Regions from separate parts of the Zea mays genome. Here region 2 is linked to region 1. Evidence: chromatin contacts called from public Hi-C data. All regions are on one chromosome and are shown on one strand. Each heading gives the region's core, a stretch centred on a gene start, on an enhancer-like site or on the middle of the called end of the contact. The rest is flanking DNA. Distances are from core to core; before and after follow the strand shown.

Evidence for each region. Hi-C and Micro-C count contacts between places; a contact is called where the count stands out from the background.
Region 2: a Hi-C map of leaf shows a contact between it and region 1, with 4 times the contacts expected there. The contact joins the promoter of LOC100283685 here to the promoter of LOC103643601 in region 1. A contact is called at or near these places in 4 of 25 Hi-C or Micro-C datasets (ear, endosperm, leaf and 1 more).

What each region holds. Positions count from the first base shown.
Region 1 is chr1:250,484,120-250,487,009 of Zm-B73-REFERENCE-NAM-5.0, reverse strand. LOC103643601 (SPX domain-containing protein 3) reads left to right here and starts at 1,520. Exons shown (of 3, transcript XM_008666765.4): 1 at 1,520-2,115; 2 at 2,195-2,291; 3 at 2,454-2,890. The coding sequence starts at 1,990. The coding sequence ends at 2,827.
Region 2 is chr1:250,829,646-250,832,535 of Zm-B73-REFERENCE-NAM-5.0, reverse strand. LOC100283685 reads left to right here and starts at 1,443. Exons shown (of 5, transcript NM_001156586.1): 1 at 1,443-1,713. The coding sequence starts at 1,504. It overlaps LOC103643607, which reads left to right. Exons shown (of 6, transcript XM_035964293.1): 6 at 1-250.

The DNA.
Region 1 (2,890 bases), core at 271-2,770:
ATGACATGGCTTGGATCAGAGATTTGAGAGGTTTAGTCACCTAGGAGGTCATTTCATATTTTTTGACCTTGTGGGCTGCTATTTCTTATGTGGTGCGTCATGCAGGAACCCCTGATAAACATGTTTGGAGGTTTTCTAGCTTTAGTCATTATTTGGCTAAGTCAGCATATGACTTGTTATTTAGTGGCTCAACTTCCTTGGGGGCCATGAGAGAATTTGGAAGACCTGGGCTCTGGCCAAGTGCAGCTTCTTCTTATGGTTGGTCATGTATAATAGGTGTTGGACAGTGGACCGTTTGGCCAAAAGGGGGCCTCCCTCACCCTGTGTGTTGACCCCTTCTGTGATCAATAAGGGGAAATCATCCACCACCTCTTAGTATCATGTGTCTTTTTCAATACAATCCTTGTTCTTGTTGCTGCAAAAGTTGGGGGCTACCAACCCTCTCCCCTGGCAATGATGAAACTAACTTTGATGAGTGGTGGAGCAAAGCGGTTGGGATGGTGCATGGCGATTTTAAAGCTAGTTTGAATTCCTTAGTGGTGTTAGGTGCTTGGTGTATTTGGCGCCACCGTAATGAATGTGTTCAAGAGTGTGCGGCCTAGTATCTCCAAGGCCCTCATTCTGGCCGATGATTATTTTAGGTTGTGGTGTATGGTTGGAGGAAAATGTTTGTCCTTGCTCTCAGATAATGTGGTTGACACAAGTTGGGGAGTTCTTGGGGATGTGGCATGCATGTTGTGTCGTGTTGTGTTGTGTTGAGTGTTGTGTGTGAGTGTGTGTGGGGGGTTGTGTTGGTCTATTTTGGAATGTGTTATTTCTTTCTTTCTTTGAAATGATACGTAGCTCCCGTGCGTGTTCAAGAAAGAAATATAATATAATGGTTTGAAGAACATAACGAAGGATGCGGTTGTGCATTTATTTGCAACTTTTAGATAGCCTTTTTTTATTTAAAAAATGGAATGGTTCGAATTTTAGTACGTATAATTGTTCCAATCAGTGTGGTGTGACTATTTATAATAATATGATCTGATTCCTCGATCTACTAGAGGATGAGACTGAATATATTCTTGTTATTATCTTAAAAAGGAGCTAGAGGAGCACGTGAAGGCAATAGTATGTGTGTAGAACGAAGCACCACAGTACTACTAGCATTAGTTTGGAAGAAAATATCTAGAGGATCGATGGAAGCAATTAATACTACTACTAGCTATGACTCCATGAGAGTGACAATATAATAGGAAGGTTCCGTTGAATGCCATGTGTGCACTTTTGAAGATCCCATGGCCTTCCACGCATGCAATGCAAGAGAGTAGTATGTAAGCTTGATCAACGGGACAGCGACCCCCCTCGAAGGCACCCTCGTACGTCCTGGCAAGCATGTATGGAATATGCCTTGCACATATTCTTGGATGTTTTCGGAGATATAGCTCATAGCCGTCTCTGACGCTTTACTTTTACTCCTTGTCTGAAGAATGATTCTCCCCTGTGTCACCGGGCCACGGTTGGTTCAGACTTCAGGCTGGAGACTAACAAACCTTGTTCAGTCACGTTGACGTTGCGCGCCGTACCATCAATCCGCTCACCTTCCCTTCCCCCTCACCGACCCGACCTCCATGCATGGCATATGCCGTGAGATATTCCATTCCGGCGTACTAAACCCACCTTGCAGTTGCACTCATTAATTCTCCATTCATTCAGTCTCGACTGCATCTTCCCCCCACTGCCCATTCGCCTCGCTCTTGCATAAGATATCTTCTGTCCAGCTAGAACATCCTAGAGCTAGCTGTTGCATGCGTTGATCGAGCCACCACCAGCTAGCATTGTGATCGAGGGAACAAGAAGAGATGAAGTTTGGCAAGAGGCTCAAGAAGCAGGTGGAGGAGAGCCTCCCGGACTGGAGAGACAAGTTCCTAGCGTACAAGCGCCTCAAGAGGCTCGTCCGCCTCGTCCCGGCCTCCTCGCCCAGCAGGAGGGGCGGCCGCGCAGCCGATGCCGCCTTCCTGCGCCTCCTCCACGCCGAGGTCGACCGGTTCAACGCCTTCTTCCTGGAGCGGGAGGAGGACTTCGTCATACGGCACAGGGCACGTGCACGTCCTGACGTCCCTCCTATCATACGTGCGTGTGGTGCCAATGCGAGTGCGCGCGCTATTTATTGCGCGTCGTCTTGACCACCACCGTCTCTGCTACCGCGCAGGAGCTGAAGGAGACGGCCGAGGACGCGCGCAAGGCGATCGTCGACCTGCACGGGGAGATGGTGCTGCTGCTCAACTATAGCGCCATCAACTACACAGGTTGCTTCCACCTATCTACCCAGCATAATTTGCCCGGTGCCCCCTCTCTGTCTTGTGGCGCTGTAGCAGCAAAACAGTAAACTCAACTATGCTAGCTGTGCGTTAGGATTGTGGTTTATTCTTATGCAAGATGGACAATAATTGTGGAGTTAAACATCGCAGGGCTGGCCAAGATCCTCAAGAAGTACGACAAACGCACCGGGCGGCTGCTGCGGCTGCCCTTCATCGGAAAGGTGCTCCGGCAGCCCTTCTTCGCCACGGAGCTCATCTCCAGGCTCGTCCGCGACTGCGAGGCCACCATGGAGGCCGTGTTCGAGGCCAGCACAGGCCACGCCCGCTCGTCGGCGGGGACGGCCCCCGTGGCCTCAGCCAGGCAGGGCATCTTCCGGAACACCGTGGCCGCGCTGGTGACCATGGGCGAGCTCCGCAGCGGGAGTTCCACGTACGGTCACTTCTCGCTGCCACCGATGGCCCCGCCGGAGTCCGATCTCCTGCGGCGCGTGTGCGTCCAGGTCGCCGGTCAAGTGTCCATCTGACTATCCGAGAGATTTTCCGCTGTGCTCTTCGACGGCCAGTTACTACTCATGCTAGATTGTCAT
Region 2 (2,890 bases), core at 194-2,693, 350 kb before region 1:
AGGTGAAACACGATGTAGATGTTTCCCCATTTTCTGTACCTTCGTAGTCTCTTTCGTAGTTTGTGTAGGTAGCTCTGCACAGGTAGTCAGGTAGGATGTGAAGTTTACAAGGTGATGGATATTGACAGATTGAACGCTGACAAAGTTTAACCATCTTGGAACCCTGTCCTAGTAGTTGGTTGGGAAAAAAATGCTTTTTTGCTCTGTGAGTGCGCATCTGTTTACTCGGCTTTCGGCCGGTGATGCGTCACTTTTTCTTCCTCTGTCATCAAATGGTGTGCAAATGGTGCGCAGCCGAAAAAGGCCAACCGGTTGGTGTGCTGTGGCTGCTGGCATGTGATGGTGCGCGACTGCGCGTTCCATGGGCTCTGGTGGTGCACTGGTGCGTGATGCTTTTGTAGCAAATGTTGCTTCCAGCACATGTTTCGTGGAGGCTGTCCGGCAACTTCTAGAGGACACATTTTATCGTGTTTTTTAGGGCTAGTTTGGGAACACTAATTTCCCATGGGATTTTCATTTTCCCAAGGGAAATTAGTTCATTTTCCCTTGGGAAAATGAAAATCCCATGGGAAATTAGTGTTCCCAAACTAGCCCTTACCTTTTTTATTTCCCTGCAGTATCTTTTAATTGTTCATTCTGTGTGGTGGCTGTTCAAGGCTAAAAAGAGCCTCGCGGAGGCCGGACTGTCCGCGGTGGCTGCGCGGACGGTCCACGCGTGCGCAGAGACAGTTATGGTTTCTAGTTTCTCGTGGGATTGGTTACCTAAAACCGTGGGATTGACTCGGAAATCAGATCGAAGCGGATTCAGACCTCCCCTTTATATAGATGAAGGGCTACGGCCGATTGAACTCCCAATAATCGATCAAATCCAGTTTATTACTCGTTTGTACCTTATGCATTAGGAGTAGTTCTAGTTTAGCCCTAGTTTAGTATTCCAATCATCAAATTCTCTGTTTCTCTTCGACTCTACGTCGATTAGAGGAGTCTAGGTCGGCCTGCCGAGCCTAGACAACCCTTAGGATCTCTCCTCCCGACGGGGTCCCTCCTGGGAGCGAGATCCAGGCACCGCCGGTGACTTTTCGCCGTCCCTGCGCACGCGCGGACCGTCCAGCCCCAGGGCGCGGACCGTCCGGCCGTCAGGAAACTCTAGCCTCGCGCCAGGTCGCGGACCGTCCGGTCCTGTGCCGCGGACCGTCCGCGCCTGACCAGAGAGTACCGCTGCCGGTTCTTGTTGAGTGTTTGATGCCCGAAAAAGATGTCAACAGTGGCCTTGAGTTGCTGTGTAGATTTTGAGCAAATGTTTGCTCAAAAACACATTTTTTTAAGAAAAAAAAGAAGCGTTCGTTGACAATCAAGCAGACGAGAAGAGAGAAAAAAACTAAAAAAAATGGCGCCTTCATTGACAGGGAAATGACCTGACATTGTTTCAGAGCTAGTCCGCCGTACAAGTACAAGGATACAGCCGCAGGCCCGCAGAGGAAGAGGAGAGCCTACTCTCCTGCCATGGCCGCGCCGAGTCCGCTCCCCCGCTTCCTGATACTCCTGCTCGCCGTAACCTCCTCCGCGTTTGCCGCCGCCGCGGCAACCGGGGCTCCGGTGGTGGGGGAGGACTACGTCCGTCCGCCGCCGGCGCGGTGCCACCGCAAGGCACTCCTTAGCCTCTTCCCTTGGAGCAAGAAGGAGGAGTCCGCCGCCTCCTCCGATCCGCAGCAGGTGAACTTTCGTGCCATATCTCCTTCGATTTGATACCTTGAACTGAATATTGGGGGGGGGGGGGGGGGGGGGGGGGTGTTCCGGTCCGGGGATTGGTCCAGCAAAGGACCCTTTTCTTGTTTTGGCAGTAATCGACCTTATTCGGGTACTTCTTCATCTGGCGAAGCTCGGCTGGATCGAGGTACTCGATTCGGTGCTGTTTATGGCTATCTATCAACCTTGTTTTTACATGCAAATCTTCCCTTTACTAACTATACGTAATATGTGAATTCAAGGGTCTGAGCTGATTTCCTGTGTATTGAATTGTTCTACAGTACCTCAGTATCTGCGTCCAGAATTAGCTCTGTTCGTTCAAATCCCTGAATTTGCACTCCCCTTAGCCCGTGATTCTCATTTAGTAATTAAATCAAAATCAACTTCATTTCTGATTGATTTTACCATGTTTTTAGTGCTGCAAGGGAGTGATCACTAACTGTTGCTTCTAAAATGGGTAAGCACTAATTAGCTGGACAGGACAGCATAAAAAAGGGCAGACCCAGGGTCGGAGCCTCCCACTTAAGTGTGGTATGGGAAAGGAATAAACCGAGGCAAGCCTTTCCCCCGCAAACCCGTGATCTGGTGGATCTAGTGACTGAGTGAGACTGCTCTCACTATTGCGCAGGATAGCATGCACAAGAAATTCCCATGTAGGAGGCTAGGAGCTTTGTGGGGGTGGATTCAGAATAATAGATTTAGTTTGAACTTTCCAGTGTGATAATGCAGAAACTCTATACAGTCCATGCTTTGGCACTTCGCTACTCATGTGTGTTCTATATTAGTTCCACTTGGTAACATGTTAGCAGCACACAGTTATGATCATAGGGTTTACTAGTCCTGCAACCTTTTTTCTTCTTTTTTGATACTTTGTAGTGTAGGAATATTGATAAATAATCAATACGGGATCACAAGCTCATGAAGCCTAGCCCACCCCTAAATACTCGAATCATAATTCTGGACAGTTAATTTTCTTATCTGCTTTCTTTTTTATTTGTATGACCATACTCCACTCAGCCACAACCTTGATGAGGACTTTCTGTTGGATTTTATGGCTTTACACCCAAATGTTAATTACATTACATGCGACTTGATGCCTTAATGTTGAATATGTTAACATCTATTGTAGATCTTTCAGCATCTT